Linked DNA regions of Mus musculus: regions 1, 2, 3, 4, 6 and 7 are each linked to region 5. Evidence: chromatin contacts called from public promoter capture Hi-C data. All regions are on one chromosome and are shown on one strand. The core of a region is the stretch at or near the end of the contact, and the rest is flanking DNA. Distances in the headings are between cores, read along the strand shown. Region 1 holds the start of Kif2c (kinesin family member 2C). Region 2 holds the start of Armh1 (armadillo-like helical domain containing 1). Region 3 holds the start of Foxd2 (forkhead box D2). Region 4 holds the start of Eri3 (exoribonuclease 3). Region 5 holds the start of Nsun4 (NOL1/NOP2/Sun domain family, member 4). Region 6 holds the start of Cmpk1 (cytidine monophosphate (UMP-CMP) kinase 1). Region 7 holds the start of Btbd19 (BTB (POZ) domain containing 19).

What was found. Promoter capture Hi-C pulls out the DNA fragments that hold promoters and counts their contacts.
Region 1: a promoter capture Hi-C map of pre-B cells shows a contact between it and region 5, with 3 times the contacts expected there. The contact joins the promoter of Kif2c here to the promoter of Nsun4 in region 5. A contact is called at or near these places in 2 of 39 promoter capture datasets (liver and pre-B cells) and 1 of 484 Hi-C or Micro-C datasets (B cells).
Region 2: a promoter capture Hi-C map of pre-B cells shows a contact between it and region 5. The contact joins the promoter of Armh1 here to the promoter of Nsun4 in region 5. A contact is called at or near these places in 3 of 39 promoter capture datasets (liver and pre-B cells).
Region 3: a contact with region 5 is called in a promoter capture Hi-C map of embryonic stem cells, with 2.1 times the contacts expected there. The contact joins the promoter of Foxd2 here to the promoter of Nsun4 in region 5. A contact is called at or near these places in 6 of 39 promoter capture datasets (cranial neural crest, embryonic stem cells, neutrophils and 2 more).
Region 4: a promoter capture Hi-C map of pre-B cells shows a contact between it and region 5, with 2.0 times the contacts expected there. The contact joins the promoter of Eri3 here to the promoter of Nsun4 in region 5. A contact is called at or near these places in 1 of 39 promoter capture datasets (pre-B cells) and 2 of 9 other capture datasets (adipose tissue and liver).
Region 6: a contact with region 5 is called in a promoter capture Hi-C map of neutrophils, with 2.2 times the contacts expected there. The contact joins the promoter of Cmpk1 here to the promoter of Nsun4 in region 5. A contact is called at or near these places in 14 of 39 promoter capture datasets (the 3T3-L1 cell line, 3T3-L1-derived adipocytes, the C10 cell line and 8 more), 1 of 484 Hi-C or Micro-C datasets (B cells), 2 of 115 datasets of contacts at active chromatin or transcription factors (embryonic stem cells and extraembryonic endoderm stem cells) and 1 of 9 other capture datasets (liver).
Region 7: a promoter capture Hi-C map of pre-B cells shows a contact between it and region 5, with 4 times the contacts expected there. The contact joins the promoter of Btbd19 here to the promoter of Nsun4 in region 5. A contact is called at or near these places in 2 of 39 promoter capture datasets (liver and pre-B cells) and 2 of 115 datasets of contacts at active chromatin or transcription factors (pancreatic cancer cells and thymic regulatory T cells).

What each region holds. Positions count from the first base shown.
Region 1 is chr4:117,180,473-117,184,652 of GRCm38.p6, forward strand. It overlaps Kif2c (kinesin family member 2C), which reads right to left and starts at 2,152. Exons shown (of 20, transcript NM_134471.4): 1 at 1,959-2,152; 2 at 100-194. The coding sequence starts at 2,019.
Region 2 is chr4:117,249,614-117,253,316 of GRCm38.p6, forward strand. It overlaps Armh1 (armadillo-like helical domain containing 1), which reads right to left and starts at 2,304. Exons shown (of 13, transcript NM_001145637.1): 1 at 2,140-2,304. It overlaps Tmem53 (transmembrane protein 53), which reads left to right and starts at 2,338. Exons shown (of 3, transcript NM_026837.3): 1 at 2,338-2,521. The coding sequence starts at 2,461.
Region 3 is chr4:114,906,014-114,910,165 of GRCm38.p6, forward strand. It overlaps Foxd2 (forkhead box D2), which reads right to left and starts at 2,885. Exons shown (of 1, transcript NM_008593.3): 1 at 267-2,885. The coding sequence starts at 2,808. The coding sequence ends at 1,330. It overlaps Foxd2os (forkhead box D2, opposite strand), which reads left to right and starts at 3,244. Exons shown (of 4, transcript NR_030721.2): 1 at 3,244-3,645.
Region 4 is chr4:117,548,120-117,551,955 of GRCm38.p6, forward strand. It overlaps Eri3 (exoribonuclease 3), which reads left to right and starts at 2,246. Exons shown (of 9, transcript NM_080469.4): 1 at 2,246-2,611. The coding sequence starts at 2,477.
Region 5 is chr4:116,052,341-116,056,068 of GRCm38.p6, forward strand. Nsun4 (NOL1/NOP2/Sun domain family, member 4) reads right to left here and starts at 1,471. Exons shown (of 6, transcript NM_028142.5): 1 at 1,344-1,471. The coding sequence starts at 1,436.
Region 6 is chr4:114,985,507-114,989,344 of GRCm38.p6, forward strand. It overlaps Cmpk1 (cytidine monophosphate (UMP-CMP) kinase 1), which reads right to left and starts at 1,722. Exons shown (of 6, transcript NM_025647.3): 1 at 1,460-1,722. The coding sequence starts at 1,627.
Region 7 is chr4:117,123,215-117,126,954 of GRCm38.p6, forward strand. Btbd19 (BTB (POZ) domain containing 19) reads right to left here and starts at 2,444. Exons shown (of 8, transcript NM_001384196.1): 1 at 2,115-2,444; 2 at 725-926; 3 at 515-568. The coding sequence starts at 2,200. It overlaps Tctex1d4 (Tctex1 domain containing 4), which reads left to right and starts at 3,599. Exons shown (of 4, transcript NM_175030.2): 1 at 3,599-3,644.

The DNA.
Region 1 (4,180 bases), core at 902-3,401, 1.1 Mb after region 5:
AGAGGATAGCACAGCATTAGGCTGGGCTGTCACCGGTTCACACAGATGCTCTGCACAGGATCATGGGAGATGCCACACAAGCATCCTCAGAGGACCTACCTCTTTGCCTTTTGTGGTACCTCCTTCGATCCATTCCACCGAAACACAGGATTTCTCCACGTTCACTGTGCTTATATTGGCGGGGTGAATTAAGCCTATGTATGAGAAGGTCAGAAGTTATCCATGTGTCTCCTAAGAACTTAAGTTTTTTTTAAGGTGTTCTTTTTTTTTTTTTGACTGCGCCACCACTGCCTGGCCAAACTTAAGTTTTTATTCTCCACTTTGCTTTTAGGATCCTAAAGACTTCAAATTTACATTTACCTCGGAAGGGAAATTTGTTTTGTTTTGTTTTTGTTTTTTTTTGTTTGTTTGTTTGTTTGTTTTTTCGAGACAGGGTTTCTCTGTGTAGCCCTGGCTGTCCTGGAGCTCACTTTGTAGACCAGGCTGGCCTCGAACTCAGAAATCCGCCTGCCTCTGCCTCCCGAGTGCTGAGATTAAAGGCGTGCGCCACCACGCCCGGCTTTGTTTTGTTTTTCAAGACAGGGTTTCTCTGTATAGCCCTGGCTGTCCTGAAACTTACTTTGTAGACCAGGCTGGCCTCGAACTCAGAAATCCGCCTGCCTCTGCCTCCCGAGTGCTGGGATTAAAGGCATGAGCCACCATGCCCGGCTCCGGAAGGGAAAATTTAATTCTCTTTTAAAAAATACAAACAGCCAGGCAGTGGTGGCCCTTGCCTTTAATCCCAATACATCAGGGATAGAGGCCTGAGGAGTTCTGTGAGTGAGGACAGCCTGGTCTACAACGTGAGTTCCAGGACAGACAGGGCTACACAGAGAAACCCTGTTGTCAAAGTGTAATTCCACTTCCAGAGGATTTCACAAAACACCAATGAACATAAAATAAAATAATAAATTTAAAAAGCAACAAACAAACAAAACACCAAAGAACTAGGCCTGTGATGGTGCATGCCTTTAATCCTAGCACTTGCAAAGTACAGTAGGTGGATCTCTGTGAGTTCGAGGTCAGCCTGATCTACAAAGCAAGTCCAGGTCCAAGGCCCTGTTACAGAGAAACTGTCTCAAAAAATAAAACAAAACACAAATGCTAGTTAGTAATTCTAGTGGGGTTCACCCTTAGACCATTCCACAGTGGAAGTGAACAGGGAATGGGCCTTAAACCCCAGCTCCATAGGATAAAATTGCATCACCGCTCCAACAGAATGAAGATTCATTTGAGCAAGTAAGTTACTACATTCCTTGGAGGAGCTATTCCTGAACACATCAGTAAAGAGCTGGACCGCTGGAGTTCCCTGGTCCATTTTTGGCAGTGGTTGGCTAGTCCATGAATGACCCGTTATTAGACCTGTAGAAATTGCTTAATAAAGACAGATGGTTGAGCCGGGCAGTGGTGGTGCAACGCCTTTAATCCCAGCCCTTGGGAGGCAGAGGCAGGGGATTTGTGAGTTCGAGGCCTGGTCTACAGGAGTTCCAGGACTACACAGAGAAACCCTTCCTTGAAAAACCAAAACAAACGCCAAAAAAAAAAAAAAAAAAAAAAAAAAGCCGGGCGTGGTAGTGCATGACCTTTAATCCCAGCACTCAGGAGGCCGAGGAAGCCGCGGGTCCAACAAAGCAAAACAGGTTCAGAGGAAATGCATCCAATCGCTATAACCTAGCTAGGCGCACCAATAACCGCAGACGTGCTCCGCCCACACTCAGAAAGCAGGCAAGGGACCCACAACCAAAGTAGCGTTTTCCTCCTGTGTAGGGGACACCGACTGCCAGTGTAGTGACATGGACCCCCTCAGTGTGGAATAAGGGAAAGTATCCCAAAGCTTTGCCACACGGAGATTCAGATAACCATCTTGGCAGTCTCACCGCTCTTGGGTCGTCCCCTTGGCCTCAAGACCCTGCCCTCACCATTGCTGCGTTGAATGTTGATGGAGAGACCAGGAAACAGGCGTGCGTGAAGCGACTCCATGGACTCAGGAACAACAACAGGCAACACAAATGAAAGAAGCTTGGAAACCACGACTCTGCTAATACTGCGCTGTGTTAACAACGCCTAAACCGCTGCAGTTTAAATCCCGCGCGCCAGCCTCCCTACAACGTCACCAGTGCGACGCACCGCAGAGCAATGTGGGATATGTAGTCTTGGTCTCCGACTTCCGGCGCGTGGCCGGGCTCCCGAGCTCTGAGACTGATGGGAAGGGTTTTTGGTTGGTTGGTTGGTTGTTTGGTTTTTTCGTTTGTTTGTTTTGTTTTGTTTTTCTAGCTCTTGCTGTCCTGGAACTCACTCTGTAAACCAGGCTGGCCTCGAACTCAGAAATCCGCTTGCCTCTGCCTCCCGAGTGCTGGGATTAAAGGCGTGCGCCACCACGCCCAGCTGATGGGAAGGTTTTATGGCTTCTGGCCTTACCCTCCCGCTACCAGGTCGAACTTCTGCCTTTATGTAAGACTAGGAAACTTATGTATAATGTTTCAGTGAGGGCCTTGTGATTCTACAGACAGGGGTTCAAATCCTGGTTTCTTGATGATTGCTTTCTCTTTGAAATGTATACAATATTTCGAAGACACCAATTAAAAATAGTCACATGCTAGTGCTAGACATAGTGCTAGATTGGGATAGTGGAATAAACAAGACGAATGGTTCCTGTCCGTGAAACTTTTTTTTTTTTTTTTTTCCTATTAGGAACACGGGGGAAGTCATACGGTGGTGACTCGAGCCTTTAATCCTACCACTAGAGAGAGGCAAATTTGACTTCGAAGTCAGTCTGGTCTACAGCCTGAGTTCCAGAATAGCCAAGATTACACAGGGAAACCCTTTCTAGAAAAACAAAACAAAACAGAACACAAGAGAAGCGGGGTATGGTAGATCATGCCTATAATCCTAGCTCCCTGTAGATGAAGAAAAGAGAATAATTTCAAAGCCAACCTTAGCTAAGCAGCATGTTTGAGGCCAGAGTGGGCTGTGTGAAACTGTCTCAAACAAACAAACAAACAAACAAAAAAAGATGCTGGCAATGAAAAGCAGCCTACAATGCCTAAATGCTGGAATTAGCATGAATCACCATACCTGATTTTTGTCATTATTTATAATGTCTTTTTGTTTCGTAGTACTAGGTATTAACTCCAGGACTTTGTGCATGTGCCACTACTGTCCGGCTTCTAGGGGAACGTTCTTACACTGAACCACATCATTACTGCCCCAGTATGCAGACCTATGCAGACCAAGAACCCCCACCGCCCCGCGGAGGATATGTATAGTGTAAATGGTGTCTAGCCCTTGGTCTATCCAACCTTGACAAGCCTGAAGACCTGAGTTTGATCTTCTGGACCTACATGGTAGGAGAATGAACTCCCCAAAGCCTCCACAAATGTGCCATGGCATGCACCACATACACACACACACATACTAAATAAACAAGTTAAATGTAGTTACATTAAAAACAAGAATAGTGCCAGGCTTGGTGGCACATGCCTTTAATCCCAGCACTCGGGAGGCAGAGGCAGGCAGATTTCTGAGTTCGAGGCCAGCCTGGTCTACAAAGTGAGTTCCAGGACAGCCAGGGCTATACAGAGAAACCCTGTCTCGAAAAACAAAACAAAACAAAAAACCCAAACCAAAACAAATACTCTTTGTTAGGGCTGGCGAGATAGGTCAGTGGTTAAGAGCGCTGACTACTCTTCCGAAGGTCCCGAGTTCAAATCTAATGAAATCTGATGCCCTCTTCTGGAGTGTCTGAAGACAACTACAGTGTACTTACATATAATAAATAAATAAATCTTAAAAAAAACAACAACCAAGAATAGCAACAGTGGAAGGAAGGACAGGGTATTGAGATGGCTCAGAGGGTAAAAGCCCTTGCTGCTGTGCTTGAGCCTGGAACACACAGGATGGAAAGAGAGAGCTAACCCCTGAAGGCTGTCATCCCTTTAACCTCATGCCGATGACGATGATGGTAAAGTTAAAATATAAAAGAAAACAACTTCTTGTCCATGAACATCTTAGACTGGCCTCTAACTCACAGTGTAGCAGAGTGACCTGTTTTCTTTGTTTTGTTTTTTGAGGCAGGGTCTTACTATGTAGCTCTGGCTGTGCTGAGTCTGTTATAGAACCTGATCTTCCAGAGCTCCTGAGT
Region 2 (3,703 bases), core at 1,054-3,553, 1.2 Mb after region 5:
AAAGTTCACACTGCACCCATAAGCAGCACAGTCAGGTCTCACCCAGCAAGACTCTGCCTCTTGGTACCAATTTCTGTCTTAGTCAATGTTCTATTGCTGTGAGGAGACACCATAACCATGGCAACTTTTATAAAGGAAATAATTTAATTGGGGCTGGCTTGCACTTTCAGAGGTCTAGTTCATTATCAGCATGGCGGGAACATGGTGGTATACAGTGAGGCATGGTGCTGGGAGGAGCTGAGAGTTTGACATCCAGACCCCACCACACTGGGTATCTTTATCTCTCTCCACCTTTTTACTCTTTTAAAAAAATATTATTTATGGTTATGGGGATGGAGAGATGGTTCAGCAGTTAAGAGCACTGACTGCTCTTCCAGAGGTCCTGAGTTCAACTCCCAGCAACCACATGGTGGCTCACAACCATCTGTAATGGGATCTGGTGCCCTCTTCTGGTGTGTCTGAAGAGAGTGACAGCGTACTCACATACATGAAATAAATAAATCTGTAAAAAGCATCACTGTTGTTACTGTGTGGATGATGTATTTGTGAGAGAGGGTATATGTATGGCACAGGACAAGCGCCGAGGGTCAAAGGTTAATGGTGTGGAGTTGGCTTTGTCCTCCCTCCTTTCTGTGACTTCACAGAGGGAGTGCAGGTCACCAGGCTTGCTCAGCAAGCACCTTTAGTCACTGAGCCATCTCACCATCACTTGTCATTTTTTTTTTTTTTTTTGAGGGATTTTCCACTGAATCTGGATCTTGCTGATTTGGCCAAAGTGACTGGCCAGCAAGTCTCTGGGATATGCCTGATTCTGCCTCCTCGGTTCTGGGAAAGCTGTGTGCCCCCCCACACCCCCCCCGCAGCTTTTTAAAAAAAGATTTATTTATTTATCATATCTAAGCGCACTGTAGCTGTCTTCAGACACCTCAGAAGAGGGCATCAGATCTCATTACAGATGGTTGTGAGCCACCATGTGGTTGCTGGGATTTGAATTCAGGACCTTCAAAAGAGCAGTCAGTGCTCTTAACCACTGAGTAATCTCTCCAGCCCCCCCCCCCCGCCCCCGAAGCCTTTATGTGTGTCCTGGGGGTCTAAGTTGGTTCCTCACACTAGCTCAGCCATCTCCCCAGTTACTCCTCAGCAGTGTAAAGTGAGAGTCCCCACGGTTGGGGGCCATATGCTTTCACATACCCAATTCCCCTGTGATTTTATCTTTTATCTCTTTGCTGGATCTCTCTCATCTGAACAAAAGCCTGTACCTCCTAGCGGTTGCCAGCGAATGACAAAATAACTTGCCTTGCAAGTGTTCCATCCCCCCTCTTTCTTTTAAGACAAGTCTCATGTAGCATAGGCTAGCCTGGAACTTGTTATGTAGCTGAGGATGGCTTGAAGCATTTAGACTCCTGGCTGGGATTCCAGGGACATACCACTATGCTGTCACCTCCCACTCACTCTCAAGCCACTGACTCTTTTGTTCACTGGAATGGCACTTGCAAAGGTTGCTAACAACTTCTTTGTAAATCCAGTGCCATCTTTGAGGTTTTATTTACCGTATTAATCATCAGCCCTCAATACTTTCCTCCTGGTTTCTGTCTCCTACACACCATACCCACTCATTCCCATCACCCAAATAGCTTCTTTTTCTGTTTATGTATGTATGCATGTATGTGTTTATTTATTTATTTTGGACAGGGTGTCTCTGTGTAGCCCTGGCTGTCCTGGAGATAGATCAGGATGGTCTCAAACTCACAGAGTTCAACTCCTCACAGCTGGAATTAAATGCATGCGCCATTATGCCCAGCTCAGAAAATATTTACTAAATGTAAGAAAGCTGTACTCCTGTACTCGTCTAAACTACTTGGACTCACACATGAAAGGCCATGTCTTATTACCCGAAGACCCCTTTCCAGTCAGGCAACCAGTCTCAACCCACAGGTTTAGAAGGACCCGTTGGCACGCGCCGCCTAACACTGTTTTGTTCGTTTTTTCTGCCTCCAGCCTGGGAACTGCTGCTGGCGATGGAGGTAGATGTAGTTAGAGGTGCAAGTTCAAGTTTTCTACCAAGTACCAGAAGACAAAGTTCTGAGATGCCCTCTGCAGACCCGTAATACTTCATTCAACTCTCCCACCGACTCTTACCTTCACAGGAGGGTGCGGTCGCTCCGAGAGCGCTGCCCCACTGACCAATACTTGATCCAAGATCAAGAGAGTCAGCCAATTGCTGGGGCCCAAAGACAGTAGGGGCGGGGCGCGGTTGCTAGGGCCGGGCTAGTGGGTGCCGCCCGAGGCGCGAAGCGACTCCCTGGTTGCTAGGCAGGGAGGTCACAGAGTGCGGCTCGGGGATTGGACAGCGCTGGGCGTGGGCGGGGAGGGGCGTGGCCCGGCGGCGTCCCGGCCCCGCCGAGGTGAAACTGCGGGAGTTCCGGCGGGAGGCCTGTGCTGAAGACCCGCACCTTCACCATGGCCTCGGCCGAGCTGGATTACAGCATCGAGATCCCGGATCAGCCCTGCTGGAGCCAGAGTATGGAGGGGGATTGGGAAGGTGACCTAACAGCGATGCCCCGCCCACCCTGCGGCCCGCCCTCCCTCGGCCCGCCCCCTTCGGGGGTCCCGCAGGGCTGGCTAGAGCTTGCGGGGCGCTCCCAGCCCCGCCCCCCGTGCCCCGCCCCCAGTCGACTGAGGGTCTTTCTGTTCCACAACAGGTTCTCAAGGTTCTGCTTCCCTTTGTAGCTGGAGGCCCTTCAAGGTTCATTCTAATTCTTTTGTTTTGGATTCTCGCTCCTCATTTGCAAGTGTGACTAGGCCCATCCTTCATTTTTGCAGAGGTTTGGATTCCTGGGGGAGCCTCTGGTCCTCAGAAAAGCCAAGGGACTCAGCAAGCCTAGTCCTGCCCTTCTCAGCTCACCCTGGCAGTGGTTAACAGAATGGTCGGTTAGGCCGGGTGGAATTCTGTTGAAATCCTATCCCTTTAGTAATTGGATGACCTTCGGCAAACTTTCAACTTTGAATTTTAGTTTTCCTGGAGCAAAGCTGAGGAAAAATTGCTGGTTGCACAACTGAGATTATTTGTGTAAAGGACTTGGCATGAATCCTGATGGAAGTAAGCTTAGTAGTTGGCATTTAAACTTAACGTGTGTGTGTGTGTGTGTGTGTGTGTGTGTTTAACCCTCCTAAGGCCATATCATTAAAAAAAGATGTGTGGGAGGCCTCCTAAGATTAGTAGCTTGTAAAGTAGTGTAAGTTGTTGGACCAGAGAATGGAAGGTTGTCCCTTTTGGAAACTGGGGCAGAGGAGGCTTGGAGTACAGGTCGGCCAATGCTGCTCTTTGGTGTTTCCAGTCCACTGCCCCGCACTTGTCCAGCTCATCATAAAGTTTAGCTAGGGGGTGCTTCCTTCAAAAGCCTCCCCAGAGCCAGGTGGTGGTGGCGCACACCTTTAATCCCAGCACTTGGGAGACAGAAGCAGGCGGTTTTCTGAGTTCGAGGCCAGCATGGTCTACAGAGTGAGTTCCAGTACAGCCAGGACTACACAGAGAAACCCTGTCTCAAAAAACCAAAAAACCAAAACCAAAAACAAAAAAAGTCTCCCCAGGCCTCCCTTCCTATGCCCTCCTGTCCCACTGTGTGTTTCTTGCTTGGAATCTATCTAGGATGGGGCAGGGGCCTCTCATCTCCTAAAGCACGAAGGAAGGACTGCCACTATC
Region 3 (4,152 bases), core at 1,635-4,134, 1.1 Mb before region 5:
CCAGCCCCAGGCTTTTGCCCTTCCTTGTACCAGAGTGAAAATGAAAGTGGTCACAGGCTTCCAGAGACCTGGCCCAGTTGGAAGCAGAAGGCCCCAGCAGTGTCTAGAGCCTCCCTCCACCATCTGACTAGCTCAAAGCTTCCTTAGTTTTGAGCTTCTCACCTAGCTCTTTCTCCCTCTCCCTCTGCTGGGGAGCTTGAGGTCTTCTAGGAGAGCCTCGACAAGGACAAGGGAGTTCGGGCAATCAGATTGAACTGGTGACTGCTGCTAAGTTCACATACATTTATTCAATTGACACCAATGAAGAGGGAGAGGGAGACAATTTTTTTTTCTTCCATACAGACCATCAGACGATTTCACAGAGTCTCCGCTAAGTGGAGAAGTCTAAATCAATGCACACCAGTGGACAGAGAATGCGTTGGGGAGGGGGGCAGCCCGCTGTACAGATATTTACATATAACTATAGGAGCCCCCCCCCCGCCACAGCTCTGTGCCCTTGCCCACCCAATTCCCACCTCTCCAGACCCTCTTCTCCCACCCACTCTCATTGCCTTTAACTACAATAAATATCACAGGGCCTGGGGCAGAGGAGAAGGCCAAGAGGACCGCTAGCCCTGGATGGCTGGGCCTATGGACCACGGGAAAAGCCAAAGAGGGCTTTTTTTAAAATAAAAAATAAAATAAAAAACAGCCAAACACCAGAGAGAAAACATTTTCCTCGGGGAAATGGGCTCTGCGGTTTCTTCAAGGATTGTGGAGACCCCGTTTCACTTCTCTTAGCTTCCCGACTGTGAAGAGCCTGCCTTAGGCTTGGAGGGAACCAGCTTCCTTGAAGAACAGCAAAAGGAACCAAAAAAATTTTTTTTGAAAATTTCTCTTAAGCACAAAGCAGATAACAGATGTCTTTAAATTATAATATTGGATGAGCGGGTCTCAAAGTTGAGGAAGGAATGGGGCAGTGGGTTTTTTCAAGCCATGGGTGATTCTGGCGCGATCCAACAACCGACAGGCGTATCTCTGCCAAAGCATTCTCTGACTGTGAAAGGCGCAAAGGCAAGACACAGAGAAGGTTCCTGCTCTCCTTTTTGATGCTCAAACAGAAAAGCGGTCTCCGCTTTAAACCTATTGCGTAGATCAGGGAGGCCAGGGAGCCCGCTTCGTCCCAACTGCCGGTGACATTCTGAGCTTGCAGCTTGAAGTGCCCGATAACGCGCGACGGCCTAGGTCTGGAGACTCTTCATAAATAGACTCCCTGAATTCCGCTGGGACCGGCCGAGCTCCCCAGAGAGGTTAAGGAGTGAGGGCCTAACTGGCCCGAGCCCGGTGCGGTCAAAAGTGGCAGCCACTGAGGCCCGCGACTTTGCTGGCAAACGAGGGCCCTGAAGACAGGAGTGAGTCCCCTGGGTGCGAGAGGCGGATGTGGCCAGCCACCGGAGTCAGGGCCGGGGCAGTCAGCATGGCCAAGACTTGGGCTTGACCCCCAGGACCTGCGGCTGCGGCGAATGGCGATCCCGGAGAACCGTCGCCGCTGCCCGGGGGTGCGGCCCCGCCACCACCGTGGCCCATGATGTGGTCTATAGAAAAGGAAGGCCTCTGGCCTGTCCCCGCGCCCCCGCCACCCGCACCACCGCCGGCGTCCGTCTTGAGGCCCTGACGCAGGAGTGCAGTGGACAGGCTAGCCGCTGTGCCAGCTGCGGGGGGACTCAAGGACGCGGGGTAGAAAGCCTTGGCGCAACCCAGCTCTGCGCCTAGGAAGGCAGGCAGCCCTGCGGGGCTCGGGCCAGATCCCGGGGCAGGCGCAGGGGCCGGCGCCGAGGCCGCGCTTGCGAAGACCGAGGCCGTCGGAGGTCCGGGAGGAGGCGCCGCGGCGCGGCCCGGGGGAACTGACAGCTGGCAAGGCGCGGTGGCGGCGAAGGCGAAGGCGTGCGGGTGCGGATGCGGGTGTGGGGCCGGGCCCGGTGGAGGTGCACCGTAGGCCGGGAGCGCCAGCCCGTAGCCGTAGCCGTAAGCGCCGTAAGCGGCGAAGCTCGAGAGGAAGGCGCCAGGGTCCCCGGCCGCGGCAGCCCCGCCACGCAACAGCAGCTCCGGGTGAGGATGCGGGTGTGGATGCGGTGGCGGCAGAGGCTGCCGCTTGAAGCGCTTGCGGCGCCGCAGGAAACTGCCGTTGTCGAACATGTCGGCCGACTCCGGGTCGAGCGTCCAGTAGTTGCCCTTGCCCGGGTTGCCCGGCTCGCGGGGGATCTTAACGAAGCAGTCGTTGAGGGAGAGGTTGTGGCGGATGCTATTCTGCCAGGCAGGGAACTTCTCCCGGTAGTAGGGGAAGCGGCCGCTGATGAACTCGCAGATCTCGCTCAGCGTCAGGCGCTTCTTGGGGCTCTGCAGGATGGCCATGGTGATGAGGGCGATGTACGAATAAGGTGGTTTCACCAGAGGGCTCCGTGTCGCCGCGCCCCCCGACGGCGGCCCGGGTCCCGGCCCCGGCCCCGTTGCGCCTCGGGCTGCCTGCACGCCGGGCCCCGGGCTTCCCGCTGCGGCCGCCGCCCCCCGGGGCGCTAGAGCGCGGGGCTCGCAGTCAGAGCAACCTCCCGACTCTTCCTCGTCCTCAGCCACGTCCGCCTCGGCTTCCTCCGGGGGAGGCTCGTGGCCGTGAGGGAGCACGTCCCGAGGGGCGCGGGGCCCGGAGCGGGCTGTGAGCTCCCCCCCACCGCTGCCGCCGCCCACCACGTCTATGTCTGCGTCGGGCTCAGACAGCGCGGCCGGGGAGCTCTCGGAGGACATGATCTCGCAGCAGCAGCTGCCCAGGGTCATGGTGCCGCCGCCGCCGCCGCCGCCTCCTCCGCCGCCTCCTCCGCCGCCGCTCTCCGGCTCCGCTCGGCCCGCGGCTCCGGCTCCGCCGTGCTGCCTCTCCGACCAGTGTGTTTTGCGCGCGGGCGGGGAGGGGGCGGAGGACAGGGAGGGGATGTCCCCTAGCTCCTCAGCGCCCCCTGGTGTTGAAACTCTAGGACTTTCACCCTGCAGGGCGCACCCAACCGGTGCTGCCCCGGGACTAGAAAACCAGGCACTGGAGAAGAGCAGTAAAGCAGCCCGTTACTCGGTCGAATCTGGGCTTCTGGGCCCCTAGACACATAAGTGGGGCTTCAGGAGATTAGTCCCTCCCGCCTGGTGGCAGCCTAAGGCGGAAGAACTGTGGGCCCGGGGCGGAGCTCTCTGGGCAGGGTGGGGCGGGGAAGGAAGGGGGCGGGCAGAGGTCCTCTGCTCCCGGGCCCGGCGGGAACAAACTGCCGCGGTGGCGGGAGCTAGGCTCGCTTGGCTGGAGGCGGGTCATCCTTCTCCTCGCAGCTCCCGCAACCCCGTGGCTCCCTGGAGCCACCACCACCTTCAGTGCGCTCAGTTACTGGAAGTCAAAGCTTATGCCGGCGCAGCTGCATCTGGTGGTGGCAGTGGCTACAAACCTCCTCTCCTCATCTCCCCAAGGCGGCGCCCGGGCCACCCGGGCCGAAGCGCGGATGGATCGCCAGTGAGCCGAGATGGCCAGACCGACGCCGCGGACAAGGACCTACTGGAGGCTAAGGGAGTTCTGGAGGACAAGTGAAGAGAGTGATCCAGAGGAACAAACTCGGGCGCCGGAAGATCCTACTCAGATAGGTGAGAAATGTCTGCGGTGGTCCTCTCTTTCCCCTCCAAGGCCCTGGCCCTGCCACTGTCCCCAGGAAGACCGTCTGCTCTCACTCCTCTTAGTGATTCGTCTCCGCATTCGCCGCATTCTCCGCACACCCACAGGTCCTTAGCTTGGGTTTGCAGGATTGATTTTTTTTTTTTTTTTTTTTTTTTTGTCTCAGCATCTCAATCTTTATAATTGTCTCTCTTGACCCCCGTGCATATCCTGCGGAAACTGAGTTTTCCTGGATGTTTGTTCCTAAGTCTAACAATCCCGCTCTTAATTTCCGGATTTAGAGACTCTTACAACAGAACTCTCACGGAGATGTCCCCCCGAAGAAACTTAACCTCATCCCTGGGCCAGTGTTGCCCTTTTATCTGGGGACTTTCTCCACAGAAGGTTGGTCCAGTATGCTTTTTCTGCTAGCCAGATTCTTTTGCCCATCTTTATCCCTCTTCCCTACTCTTCCTCTAGGACCCAGAAACAAGTTGCTC
Region 4 (3,836 bases), core at 996-3,495, 1.5 Mb after region 5:
CGAGATAGGGTTTCTCTGTGTGTGCTGGCTGTCCTGGAACTTTCCCTATAGACCAGGCTGGCCTGGAATTTAGAGATCATCCTACTTCTGCCTCCCAGGTGCTGGGATGAAAGACATTCACCACCACACCCAGCTTTTTCTCTCTATTTTTAATGTGATCATTCGATATATCCTTTCTGGAATAGGATCTGCTGAGAGAAACTATTTTCTTTGCTACCCTGGCCAACTGGGTAACACCCTGCCTTGTATATTCACCCCCTCCTTTCCAGCCTCACGTTCTTCTTCCCTGGGCTTAGGCTTCCCAGTTAAGTCTAAGTCTATAACCGTAGTCATTGGATCTGCTCTATTTTCTAGGGTCAGCTGCCGCTGCCTTCTCCTCCTCCTCCTCTTCCTCCTTTCCCTCCTTGTCCTCTTCCTTCTTCTTCTAAGTGTATGTGGGTGTTTTGCTTGCATGGATGTCTGTGCGCCACTTGTATGCAGTGCCTGAGGAAGCCTGAAGAGTGCATTAAATCCCCTAAAACCAGAGTTATAGATGGTTGTGAGCTGCCATGTGGGTGCTGGGAATCAAACTCAGGTCTTCTAGGATAGTCCTAGAATACAGATTCTTTTTTTTTTTTAAGACTTATTTATTATATGTAAGTACACTGTATCTGTCTTCAGACACCCCAGAGGAGGGCATCAGATCTCATTATGGACAGTTGTGAGCCACCATGTGGTTGCTGGGATTTGAACTCAGGACCTTTGGAAGAGCAGTCAGTGCTCTTAACCGCTGAGCCATCTCTCTAGCCCATTGTTTTACTTTTTATATTATCTTTTCATTGCCCATCCCTTCCATTTCCTTTCCTATAGAAAAGCTCCTTGAGGATATGGATTTTATATGTCTTACCATGAAACCATCAGCAACAGACAGTGCCCAATTCTGAAGTATAAACACGCATTGACGAATGGGCCAATCCAGGTTAATGTTTATGTAACGATAAGAAGAAGAAGCTCCAGTTTTAGTTCCAAGATTTGGGGACAGGCAATCGTGGCTCTCCTTTTCTCAGTTGGGGTGAGTGATATCTGTCTCTGTTGCAGTTTACTCCTTCATTTGTCAGAAACACATTATTGCATAGCTGCTCTATGACTGACACCATACTGGGTATAAGCCATGCAGCATGAACAATATGGAAATGAATAGCTATCTTAAACGAGTTTCAATTCCTGGGAGAGAGATGGCAGGGAGACAATTGTAAAGTGCTGTGCTCAGTTCTGTAGGTTCACAGTAGAACCATCTAACCCATTATGTGCATGAGATTAAAGAAGGCATTCTCTGATATGGGGATTACAGGCATTTCCAGCTCAGGCAGGAACCATTATATTAAGATCTCAGAGGTGGCAGGGTCCAGAACTGATATTAGCTGTCTTAAAGGAAAATAGCAGGTGGCAGACAGAGGAGCTTGGTAACTGAAGATGGCTCCTAAGATGGATCTGACTGAGAGGCTGTCAAAATCACCAGTGGCTTAAGACTGATGCTTCCCATTTCATAACGTGGATTCCCAGAGAAGCACAGCTAAGATGGAGACACTCACCCATCGCTTTAGGTGAAGTTCTCCCCAGCTGCCTGGAGAGACTGACTGTGAAAGACCCACTACAGCTATGGCCAGAAACCTTGTTAACCCTGACAGTTCCTCTGAGGGCCTCAACAAGCCAGAAGCTTCCTCCTCAGAAAGGCCCTTCAGAAATCTCAGCATTTTCTTTTTAGCTGAATTCGCCTCCCTTCTTTCCAGATTTCCCTCAGGCCCGCATCAGAAAGTAGATAACGATTACTTGTTGACAATGAATCACAGAAAAGTGTCGCCTAAAGAGAATGTCTCCTAAGCCCATACTCACCGAATGCCTACAGTCAAGGTGGGGAAAATAAGTAGAGCATCTGGGTCATTTTAGGCCTGACGAAGATTTCGGGTTATTTTATTATTATCATTTATTTATTTTTTAAGAAAACCCCTTTCACTGTTTAGAAGTGACCCTCCCTTTCTCTTTTGAATACGTGGCTCCTCTAAACTACAAGTCCCACAAGGCCCAGAGCCAACGGTCACCATCTTGACACACCTTAACGCGCATGTCGGCGGGAGAGAGAGCGTTTGGAGAGAAGAAGCCCCGCCTTACTCCAGCTCATTGGCCAAAGGCGCTAGCAGCGGGCTCAGCGGTTGGCTACCACGCCCGCCCGTCCACCGCGTCGGTCGGGGTCAGAGTGCGCGGAGGTGAGTCGGTGTGTTGTGGACTCGTGGTGCTGGCTGCCGCTGTTGAGGCTGCCTGGAACGGGCTGTGGGAAGCGGGCGGAGCTGGCCCTGCTTCTGCCTGGCCAGCGCCGCAGGCGGCGCGGGCCGTGCCCGCTGCCGTCAACTGCCCGGAGCGTCTGCTGAGGCCGAGGGAGACGCCGGGGCCTGCACCTGGAGAGAGCCTGCCGTGCTGGCCCGGAGGAGGGGGCGTTGCCATGGCGACAGCCTCTCCGGCAGCTGACGGGGGGCGGGGGCGGCCCTGGGAAGGAGGGCTGGTCTCCTGGCCCCCTGCCCCTCCCCTTACGCTTCCCTGGACCTGGATGGGCCCGAGCTGGGGGCAACACCCTGGGGTGGGTGAGATTGAGAGGGCCCCCAGCTTGGGCCCTGGTTAATGCATGCGGGGTGTGGGTCGTGGCGCGCACACTTAAGGAGCCTGGGATTCTGGCCTGGTGCTCACCCTGGATGTTAGAACTCTGGGCGAAGGGATAGCTGGGGAGGGCGGTGGGGGAGCTCGGCTTTGCGAGAGAGACTGGGTGAGTTGATGAAAGGGCCTGGTTTGAGATTTCTGGAGAAGGAGAGAGGTTTGACCAGATAAAGTAGAAGATTAAGGAATTATTTATAGACTACCCCCTCCGCATCTTGGCACAGGCACACATGCTAGCACTTTACTTCCTTGTAAGTCACAAGCTGTGGGTAATAATGGTGGACAGAGGTGGACAGAGTGGAGAAAGAGCCTTAACCCAGGTAGCTTTTTGTATGTCTTTATTGCAAGTGGTCCAGCAACAGGTGTCTTCTTAAAACAAAGAAAGCATGACTTGGGTTGAGTTCTTGTGAAATGTCAGCTGCTCGACGTTGGCCTGGAAGATGCTGGGTATGGGGCCCCTCATCTGGAGATACAGAGCTTGCCCCTCAGGCTGGATTTCGCAATGACTGGGGCCAATAATTGTCTCTGACCATTTTTGTGGCTTGCATTTGCTAGTGCATTTCATTGGTTTCCCAGCCCAAGGGCAGCAAAACATGAATCCCATTGGCCAAAGACTAAGCTATTTAACTGTAGTAGATTGTGATTGGCCGAATGATTTTTGACTGTAGAGTTTGTACCAGAAAACTGGCTTCATCAAATTCAGCTTTATTCTGACTTTATCATACACAGTATACCTTGTTTTAGTGGGCTCGGTCTTGGACCTTAAGTATATTATACTTGAATCGCCCACCATTTAAAAGCCAATTTATAACAGTGACTTGGAGTGTGACTCCACTAATGTATGCCTGTGATCTTGGTTAGAAACCCACTTGGCTGCCTGTCGGCAGGTGCTGCCTGGGGGAAGGGAGCTGCCGGGAAGTGATTGATAAGGTTTCCTTTATGGATTCTGTGGTGCTTCACTGGAGCTCAGAGCACTTTGGCAACTTAAGCACTCCAAATTAAAAGCTCATTAACAATTCCTGCCCAAAGATCCTGTAAATAATCAGCCAGTTAGGTCCTGGAGCTTGGCTAAGAGCTCTCCCTTCAACTTGAAATATCTAAATCAAAGGGGTTGTTATTGCATTTTATTTTGAAAAGTTTACTCCCTGGTG
Region 5 (3,728 bases), core at 221-2,720:
AATAATGAATACAGCCCTCTTGAGGTGAGATGGGAGAGCCAGACATGCCTGCCTGAGAAGAAAGTGGAGGGCCACAGCCATTTTTCCCAAGAGGTACATCAAGCTGTGGTTTAGGTTCACAAGAGTTTGGAGGCATAGGGTTGTCGTGGTAAGGGTTGCCAGAGGGTGGGGAAGATGCTGAAGAAAGGGGAGGATCATTGTAACTTCTTCTAGAGGGACAGTGGGGCCCTCGGTGAGAAATGGATGCAGGGGTTAGAGGTCTAGTTTCCACAGATCGGTGAGCAAGGGGAGGTGAAATTGCAAGGCCAGGTCTCAGGGGCCGATGGGTAAGAAGAGGTGAAATGATGGAGTAATTTCCCTGGGACCCTGGCATAAGGGGAGTCGAAATCACCGGGCCTGTCTCCAAGGTTATATGAGTAAGTTCAGGGGAAGTTACTGGGCTGGCTCTAGGGGCCTGATGAATGAGAGGTGGGGAAGTCACATAACAAAGACGCGGACTTGGAGGGCATGAACGCTGAGATTCTGGGGAATCAATATAGTTGCAACATAGGTTCCGCTGATGAGGAGAGGGTGACCCCTGAAGGCTGAATCGGTCAAAACAAGGAGAGGATGAACCAGCTGGCTCTTGTCTGTACAGCCTTCCTAGGAGTGGAGAAAAGGGTTCAAAGGGGCACCTCTCCGGTGGGGGTGGGGAGGAGAGGACTGGGGGCGGAGGGGGCGGGGTGGGGATCCGTCGAGGTAAGCACGGAGAAGAAATGGTGAGGCAAGAGAAAGGTTCTCTAGAGTAAGGGGGGTTGGTGAATCTGTTGCCTGCATTTGGAGAAAGGCCAGCATTACAGGAAAGGTGGTCGTTGAAGTCTTTCCCGGGCGCCACAGGCACCTCGAGAGTGAGAACAGGGGTGAATCCTTTCCTGCAGGACGACGGAGACTCAGGAGGGAAGGAGTAGTTGTTAGGGCAGTCTGCTTGAGGTGAAGTTGAAGGGGCTGAAATTTTAAGGAGGAAAGGAGGGGAAGAGTTCATGGGACTGGAGGGGAAGGGTAAGAGGGAGGAAAGAAAAGGAAAAAGAAGGGTGGGAAGGGCAAGATAAAAGTAAGCAAGAAAAAGTAACATGAGGCGATGTAACGTCACCGAATGAAAGCTCAGGCCGTGACTTAACAGAGAGGGGCGGAGTCAGGGGGCTGCTTACGCAACAGGAAGAGGCTTGTGGTTAATAAAAGGACAGGCAGGCGTGAGACAAGAGCTCCAAGAAGGTTACGGTCCCTGGAGTTCATGTCCCGAATGCAACTGTGAGTGACGGGAAACGCAAGGGCTGGATAAGTCTCCCTCTAATGTCAGACCTTACCCATTTCTTCTTATATCGATATCTCCGCGGGACCGGCGTGAAGTCCACGAGCTTCAGCAGCTTCCGAACACATCTTAAGACGGGCGCAGCCATGTCAACTAACAACGCCAATAATTCCGACTGAAACTGCAGCTGCGCTCTCGCGGGTTCCGGGAAGGATTGAGGGCTGCTTAGAATATCAGCGGCAGACAGGGCGGGGCTAGGCTTGCGGCGCCCCCAGGGCTCCGCCTACCTCCACACCCCACCCACCAGAATCCTCGGGGCGCACACGAAGCGGTGGCTGTGCTAGAGCATCTAAAGGAGCTCCTAGGAAGTTGCAGGGAAGGCCTTCTGGGCTCAACCTGCATGGAGAAAGCTGCCGAGGTAGAACGAAATTAGAGCAGACTATAGACAGAAGCGGAATTGCTAGGAAGCCATAGAAGCCAGTTTCAAGATCTTCCTTTTAGACGGTTCTTTTCAAGACTCGGTACCTAATTTTGTGTTCTTTCTGAGACTATCAAATTGACTACGCCGCTTAGGATCCAAGAAGAAAGGGGGTGATCACTATTTTTAGAAATGATCGTTTGGCTGAGCAGAGTGGCATATGTCTTTATTCCAGCACTTGGAAGGCAGAAGCAGACGGATCTCTGTGAGTTCCAGGCCAAGCTTGGTTTTCATAGCTACAGGTCAGACAGCTTTTCTGTAACCTTACATTTATTCTTATAATGTATTGCCACCCACCATATAGTATAATCAGCTAAGTCGTAATTTTTTAAAAATGTTAAGTATGTCAAACTGATCTCTGGAAGTTGTGGGGCAGCCAACGTCTTTGAATTAGTGAGCTCCAGATTCCATGAGACCATCTGAAGACGTGTGGTGTTGACCTGCAGCTGCCATTCATAGACCATATGCACATATGCATGAACATATACAAACATATAACACACTCTTTTCTTTTCCTTTTGATTTTTGAGACAAGATCTCACTACATAGTCGTGGCTGGCCTATAACTCTCTATGTACACCAGGCTAGCCTGGAAATTATACCTGCTTGCTTCCGTCTCCCAAGGGCTGGGATTAAAAGGGTGTGCCCAAACTGTAACTCATACAAATATAGAATGAGCACCTGCCAAAAATTGTACTCATCATCCAAGTCACATACGTATCTGTCATTATCTTTTTTTTTTTTTTTTTTTTTTTTTTTTGGTTTTTCGAGACAGGATTTCTCTGTATAGCCTTGGCTGTCCTGGAACTCACTTTATAGACCAGGCTAGCCTCGAACTCAGAAATCTGCCTGCCTCTGCCTCCCAAGCGCTGGGATTAAAGGCATGCGCCACCACCGACTGGCTATCTGTCATTATCTTAAACAATAAAAGTAAAATAAGACTTAAACAAGTGAGAATTTGAGTTTCAAAATTTTAGTGAGCCAAATGAGGCCACGATGGCACATGTCCTTTTGTTTCTTTTTTTTTTTAAGAATTTTTTTTTTAAGATTTATTTATTATTATATGTAAGTACACTGTAGCTGTCTTCAGACACTCCAGAAGAGGGAGTCAGATCTCATTACAGATAGTTGTGAGCCACCATGTGGTTGCTGGGATTTGAACTCAGGACCTTTGGAAGAGCAGTCAGTGCTCTTAACCGCTCAGCCATCTCACCAGCCCCTTTTGTTTTGTTTCTTGATTTATTTATTCACTTTACATCCCAATCACTACCCCTTTACCAACTCCCCTCCCACAATGCCTCCCCCATTCCCTCTTCTCCTCCTAGAGGGTGGAGGTCCCCCCCCAGCTATCTCCCCACCATGGCACATCAGGTCTGCTTGGCAAAACGTATCCTCTCCCATTGAGGCCAGACAAGGCAGCCCAGCTGGAAGAACATATCCCACAGACAGGCAATAGCTTTTGGGATAGTCTCTGCTCCAGTTATTTGGGACCCACATGAAGACAGAGCTGCACATCTTCTACATATGTGCGGGGAGGCCTAGGTCCAGCTCGTGTATGTTCTTTGGTTGGTGGTTCAGTCTCTGAAAGTCCCAAGGGTCCAGGTTAGTTGACTCTGTTGATCTTCCTGTGGAGTTCCTATTTCCTTTGCAGACAAAGGTTCATATCTTTAATCCGTGAGCTCCTGGAGTCTGAGTCAGGTGGATCTCTTTGAGTTAGAGACCAGCCTGTTCTGCAGCGAGTTGAAGGTCAGCTAGGGATATATAGTGAAAACTGTCTCAATTTTTGTTGTTTTTGTTTGTTTGTTTGTTTGTTTGTTTTTTGCTGTTAATGTAATCAGAGGAATGTAGTGAGAATTTTGGTTTCTTTGAAAAACCCAGAAATATGGGAATATATTCTTATTTTAACCTCAAGTGTGGGACATGGGGCTGCTTCATATTGTCCACAGCAGCTATGATTTGCCT
Region 6 (3,838 bases), core at 472-2,971, 1.1 Mb before region 5:
TGAGACCTCATTTAGCAGTCACAGATACAAAACAAGACATTTCATTTCTATTTTCTCCCTTCTTACAAAGTAACTTAGGCTAAAAGTAACTTCTCTGGGGCTAGGAAAAACAATAGCAATCTCTGGGGCTAGGAAAAACAATAGCAGGGTCAGGTCTTGAACTGCTTACCTGTTTTGACTCACTCCCTCCTTTACCATGCTATCTATATTTTAATCATTTTACTTATAAACTGAAACCATCCACTTGTCATTTGGCTTTCTAATAGATAAAACAAACAGAAGTAAAAATAAGGAGAAAAATTCTATGTGCTTTGTGATTAAACTGATTTTCCAAAGTTATCTGTAATTCTAGACATAACTGTAAAACACACAACTTTTAGACCACATTACTTTATTTATCTGTGGTTGTTCTTTAGAGAATAGACTATAGGGCAGGAGCTGAATATATGAACGTGGAAAAAAATACAAAGCAAATATAGGCCACGGCTTATAGGAAAAGAAGAAATTATCAAGTTCTGGGTCAAAACCTTTTATCAAGCACTCAATTTAAAGGTGAATGTTGGGTGTTTTTCCCCAACCCTGCCATTTCTTTCTGATTGTCTTGTTTTCCTTTAAAACACTGCCCAAGACAGTCCATTAAGCCTTCCTCACCGCATCATTACAGCTCATAGGGGCTAGAAAAAACAAGACAGTCCATCACTACAGCTAACACGGGCTAGAACCCATACCTGCTTGAGTTTAAAGTCTTTGCCTCTCTCCGTGTACATGCCACCCCTGACCTCAAATACTAAAAGAATGGAACTGGTAAACTTATGTCAAAACTTTAATTGTATTTAGTTATTTGTGTGGGCAAACCCTTGAGCTCTAGAGTGAACATCATAGGACAACTCGCGGGAGTGGGGTTGTGGTTCTCTGTGGGTCTCAGGGATGGAACGTGGTGGTAGGCGCCCTTACCCGTTCAGCCATCTCTGCAGTCCTAAAGCAAACATTATTTAAAAAATGATAAGAGGATTTTATAGTTGGGTGGTGTTTTACTTTCTCGGAGAGCAGAGTTTTTTATTTGCTTAGACAACTGAGGTTCACTGAGAGTGAGTGACTCACTCGCCCAAGGAAAAGGGCGTGAGTTGTCAGCTGGGCCAAAGGTTAGCGCCTGGGCTCTCACAAATCCGGCACTTTAACTACCACAAGATCCGGGTCGGGTTCCTCGAGGCCGGTTAGCCGGAGACTGACAGCCAGAGATGTAGCGAGAAGACCCGGATCCCAGGAGTGGAAGCAAGGGCGCGCGGAAACAAAGCACTCGTAGACTCGACGCCCCTCGGCCCGGGCGCGCGGTGGCCGTCGGGACTCGTAGTCCGCTCCCCACAGCGAGGGGCGCGGCCGCCAACGCGGCTGCTCCCTCCGGCCCCGGCCCGCTCCGCTCAGCCCGGGAGCTCTCCGTCGCCCTCCCGCACGGCCTCACCTCGACAATGCGCGCGCACTGGGTCCCCTTGCCCGCACCGGGCCCGCCCAAAACGAACACGACCAACGGCTTCATGAGGTGGAGAGGGAAGAGCCGCAGTGTGCGGGTCAGCGGCGGGCAGCTCGGGACCAGGACGTGCGGGAGCAGCCGACGACAGCTGCTCAGCATACAACGCGCTTCTGACAGCGGCCGGCGCGGCGGCGCGGGCGGGGCGGCAGGGAGGGGGCGGGCAGAGCGGGCGCCGGGGCCCCGCCGCCAGCTGCCGGCCGCCGTGACAGGAAGGGGCGGGGCCTCCGTGCGCTGCGCCAGCTTCCGCTCGCGGTTCCGGTTCTTCCTAACGTGGCTGGAGACCCAAGGCATTTCAGTTTCAGAACCTGGATTGACGTTTAGGCAGACCAGTGGTTCAATCTCCCGGGTTTCCCTTTCCCAAGAGAAGCGGCCTAACCGAAGAGGCAAGCACAGGAGTCAGTAGGAACAACGGCATTGTTGGGAAGGAAACCAAAGGAAAATGAGAACAGTTTGAGGTTTGCAAAGAAGGCCTCTAAAGAGGTGACCTTGGAACCAAGACTTGAGGACTGAAAAGAGCAGAGACTTGGATGCAGTGACCCGCCAAGAGAGAAGGGCATGTTAGAAGGTTAGGGCTGGATAAGTGGAATGGAAAGTCATTAATGGAGAGTTGAGTCGGTTATGGAAAAGCACTTAGGTTATATTCTAACCGCAGGGAAAGACTTTAAGCTTAGCTCTGTTACCCTGACTCGGGCCATTAGGGAAAACTCTGAAGAGAGAAGAAAAAGAGTGAAAACTGAGCCTGGATGAACACAAACCTTTGAAAATTGGAGTCGGCAGTGGTAGCATTTTCATGGAGTTTTTTATAGTAACAGAACAAAGCTATGAATCATGGCAATTTTTTTTTCAGATAACTTGGTAGAGATGGTTTCTAGCAAAGCTGGTACTGTTATTGGCCCCAGATGCCAAATGATGACGAGAGGGATGAGACAAGCTGATCCAAAGGTAGTGAGTTATCTCAATGGATGGTTCACAATCAGTTACAGATTAAACTTCCTTCCTCCTCACTGCTGCACTTGACTAGAGATAGAGTAAGACAAAGCCCACCTACCTCAGAACTCCCCCAGTGTGCTTTAAATTGGGCCTGCAAGCTCACTTCTCGGTCTTTCTTGGTAATGGGAGACCCCAGCATGCTGAACTTCTGCAAAATAAAACACTCTTTGTATTTACATACTTTTTGAATCCAGGGTGTCATTCTTTGAAAAGTCATGGACCCTTACAATCACATTCTTAGCCTTTGGGTTTGGAAGCTAGGATTCTGTTTGTATGTTACAAATGGACTTACCTAATAGTCACAAGAATGTTAGGTCACATAGAGGTGAACAATAAATGGTTGATTGGGGGCTAAGATAGATAATTTGGCTTTGGACCTACAATATTCCAGCTCCCCAAATAAGAAACCTGAAGTCAAAGGCTGAAGCAGGAAGATGATAGGTTTGAAGCCTGACTGTATTCCCAGCACTTGGGAGGCAAAGGCAGATGGAACTCTGTGAACTCAAGACCACCCTCATCTGGTTTACACTTTTAAGGTCCAGACCAGCCAGAGCTACATAGACTCCCATCTCCAAAACAATAATGAAACCCAAACAGCTCGATACAAAATTATATTTGCAGCAGCTGGTAGGTGGAGGTATGAAAAGAAGTATTTCACAGCCAGCTTCAACTACATAGCAAGTTCCAAGTCAGCTTGGGCTACATGAGACCCTGCTTAAAACAAAAAACAAACAAACAAAAAAATTTCAAAGCCAAAATAGGCCCAAGAATATTTAGCAATAAGAAGCAAGGAGCTTCCAGGTTTGTGTTTTTGTGCATGGAAAAACAGAGCACTTGAGACTTGAAAGAAACAAAACTAGTCCTGACTCTCTGTATTACCAACAGAAAGTAAGTGCCTTGTCTGGGGCATTGCCCCACTTTTGTACAGATATTAAAGCAGAGAGGATGGAGCGTGTACCAAGAGTACACAGGCCTTTCTTTAAGTCTTACTGCTAATTAGTCACTCTGGCCTTAGAAAACTACTAAAAATCCTTGCACTTTAAACTGGGACAAAAGTAAAATGAAAACTTGTCTAAGACCATCAAGAAGGAGTGGATAGTTGGGGGTGATGGTACACACCTTTAAAACCAGCACTCTGGAGGTAGAGGCAGTCGGATCTCTGATCTACAGAGCAGGTTCCAGGGTATCCAGAACTACACACAGAAACCCTATCTTGAAAGGAAAACAAATAAACAGAAAAAGCCCAAATGGACTCAATTCTTAAGATTGCAGGTTTTAGTTTGCTGACCACCTATGACCTAGAACACCTGATGGTAAATT
Region 7 (3,740 bases), core at 1,194-3,693, 1.1 Mb after region 5:
CACAGCTAAGGAGTTCCTTGAGTGTCCTGTGACTGTAATGTCATCTTCCCACCCCTGAACAAAACCCTATTTGTTCTTCCAGCTCTGACACAAAGGTTTCCTTCTCCAAGAATCTCTCTCCACACATCAGCTGTTTGCCCATCACACTTAGACCCCTACTTTTAAGTCTAGGGTTTTGAGACTCTTACTCTGTAGCTCAGGCTAGCCTGGAACTCCTTAGGTAGTTCAGGCTGGCCTTAACCTTGCCATCCTCCCTAAGCCAGAAGCACAAAGCCTCCATATATGTTAAGCATTTTCATGTCTCTCCTTCCATTCAATCATGGGCCAAAGCCAATTCACCGTTGCACTGAAGAACCAGCCATAAATACTTCCTGTGCTCACTCAGCACACACTGAGCATGTACAGATCCTGTGTACACAGAGAGCTATCATACTCTGTGTGAGAAGGTCAGACTATGAAGGAGACGATGAACTGAAAGGCAAGGGAGACAAGATGGCTTGCCTGAGACACTCACCTCTCGAAGTTCCTCCAGCCCATATTCCACAGCTGTTGTCAGCACCTCCAGCACCTGCGGGGGGGGGGGGGGGGCGAGGAGGGAGAGGGGAGTGGCTGAGGGAGCAGAAGGGAGTTTCCCCCACCCCTCAACCCACAGCATAATGGGCATCCTTCTGACTCGGGCATCCTCATCTTCTCTCCCACCCAGACCTCTGCTTGGTAGGCTCACAGAGTGTTGGTGCAGCTTGACACTGTTGGTGTATAGGAACTCCAGCACAGCTAAGAAGGCTTCGGCAGGCACAGTGCTTAGCACCACAGGACTAGGTACCCCAGGGCCCAAAAGTCTCTGGAAGAAGTTACATCTACAGGCCAACAAGCACCGGTGGGCAAATACCTCTTGCCGTTCTTGACCAACCACAAAGCAAATATCACTGTGGAAGAGAGGGAGGGCCAGGGGAGGGGATCTCAGACCTAGATCACACTGTTGGCTTTACCTCTGTCACACTAGGGCTTCTTTTTGTGTGAGGTCAAAGCCTACATCTGGAAGACACAAGCCTGTGCTCTAGTCTCAGTTCCACTCGGTGACTTTATATCTTTGACTCTAAGACTTTTCAGCCATGATGGCAGGTCTCAAGGGAGTGGACTATGCTTGGTTCACAGGGGGCGGGGGGATGGGGGGGTAGGGGGATAGCAGAGCTCATGCAAGCCAGGTTGATGTCTCCCCAGTCTGAATCTTGGGGGAGAGGACACTCCTCTTGGGACGCCTTCACCAAATGCCAACTCAGCATTTTTACCCTTCTTCCTGTGGGAGGGTGTGAGGATGTGGGGTACAGAGCACACTGACTGCAGACAGACATGACAGTGATCACCATCATGAGGTGAGACCACATTTTCCATCTTCATAATCACTTCCGGCCCCAGCCTCTGTGTTAAGTAGGGGTAGGAGGCAGCAGCGAGCGCTTCAGCTTCCAAAGCCTCCTGCCTAAGGCTCCACTCTTCAGGCCAGACTGTGGCACCCTGTCCTCAAAAAACCGAGAATTATGGCAGTCTTAACCCTGGGGAGCAGGGCAGCCTCTGAGAGTCTGGGGATGGGAAACAGAGTTCTTGTCTCCCATGACCAGCCCTGCCCCCAGTGAACTCTATTCCTGGTTTCAGACAGCACTAGTCTCTTGGGCAAGCAGTGGGTGGTCGGAAACCTTGAACTACTTCCTGTCTGGGTCTCCGGCTCGATCCTTTGGGCTTCGTTCCTCTTATGAATCGCTAGAGCCATCCATACCTCTGTCTCTTCAAGATAAGACGTTCCAGTGCTCAGTCGAAAGCCCAATGGGGGTGAATCAAATCATAACCCATCTTTCAGGGCCGAGGGGGTGGAGGAGAAGCCAGAGAACTCAGGCATTGCCTGAGTTCACACAGCTGCCCTCCCTTCTATCTGCCACTACCCCCGCCTCTGACTCTCAGGGTAGTGTGGCCACAGACAAGTAAATTTCCTCTATAGCTGACTTCCTCACAGACTGAGTTCCCCAGGGAGGCCAAGTGTTCTTTCCCGGGCTTCCTTGCCCTTAGCCTCCTCAAATTCACAGGCCAGCTAGGGAAAACCCCCCAGGGGGCCACTGCCTCACCTGTACTGGGGGTTGTTGATGAGGCTTCGAAGTGCTGTGGAAAAGGGTGCAGCCTGCCCACGTACCACCAGTCCTGGGTTCTCCATAAGTGCAGTGGGCAGTAGGTTAAAGGGTGGAACAGTCTAGAAGGCCTAGCCAGGCCAAGAAAGACCTGAGAGGGAGGGCAGGAGCTGGAGGCCTGTTTGCCGAGGAGCTAAAATATAGGAGCAGAAAGGCCCAGGTCCTTAAAGAAGGCCTGAGGTTCAGGAAAGGGATGCAGATGCAGACAGGACCCAGAGAAGAAGCTGGGGCTAGAAAGGCCTATGATCCCGGGAGAGGCTGGTGGTGGATGAGGCCCAGGTTGGGAATCTGCCCAGGCAGCAGCTGGGTGGGAAGCCTGTGGGTTTCCATAGAAACTGGAGCTGAGCCTGAGGAGGCCCCGCCCATCTCCCTATACGCCCAGGGGGGGAAAAAAATCAGCAGTAGAAGGGCCCTAAGATGAGTCTGAGGGCCCTAGTGCTGGCTGGCTCCCCGCCTACACTGAGTTCAGAATCCAAGGCCTCTGCTTTTCTAATCCCTTCCCACGGCTGCATTTTAGAAACACCCGAGACATCACCCCATCAGGGAAAATTCTCAAACCTAAGTGTGGTTTTCAAGGCTCAGACTTAGCTTGCCTGGGAGGGGGCAGCCCCACACCTCCCAGAGCAGGGGAGGTGAGGTGTCAGTTCTAACAGGAGTAGCGCAGCCTCTGGCAGCCCCGAAAAGCAATCCCCCTAAGGAAAGAGGTGCTGCCTACAGGTCCCAGACACGTGAGTAGGTCAGCAAAGGTTAAGAAACCGGACTTAGAATCACTGAGTCATGGCCATGCCAGGCCTGGGTCCTTCCCGCTGAACCAATAGGCCTCCCTTCAGCACATAGCTCTGAACTAAGGAAGTCATCCAAGCCCCACCCTGCCCTGAAGCGGAAATGTTTGTCCTTGTTGAGGCTGCTGGGGAGAATGCTGAACCATGACGTGCTCTTTCCTGTGAGCCCAGATACTAAATTCCTAAGAAGCTGCCCCCGCAATCTCAAGGTTTTAGCATATCCCAGCCCCCCCCCCCCCCCGTGACTTATTCACAGATGGCCAGGCCAGATCCAGTGGCCCCCTGGTGGGTTTTCCTCTCGTGGACCTGTGAATTAGAGGAGGCTAGCTAAGGGTGAAGAGGCAGGGAGAGATTCATATGAAATAGTGGCTCTGAAACTAGGACCTTTCTGAACAGTGCACCTCTCTCGGCACCGGCTCCCTTAGCCTGTGATGCCCTAGAACTCCAAGCCCCCGTGGACCCTCTCTCCCTGGTAACTCAGAGCGCCCCTCCTTTCTGCAGGTGCCCATAGCAGGAACACTTAGGTTATTCCAGAGTTTGGCCAGGGGAAGGATTTCTGGGAGGGAGAGGTGTGCTTGCCACAGCCCCATGGTAACTGCACAACACAAGCCTTCCTCGCCCACAGGCCTGTCAGGCCAGCTCAGTGAAGACTGTGGGGCCAGCAGAGCTTGGAGGCCAAAGGCTGCAGGTGAGTCAGATGCCTGCGGGAGTTTCAGGGGAAGAGGGCATCCGTCTCATAGGTGATTCCGAAGGAGTTAGAGACCCAAGCAGGACGATGGAAGTT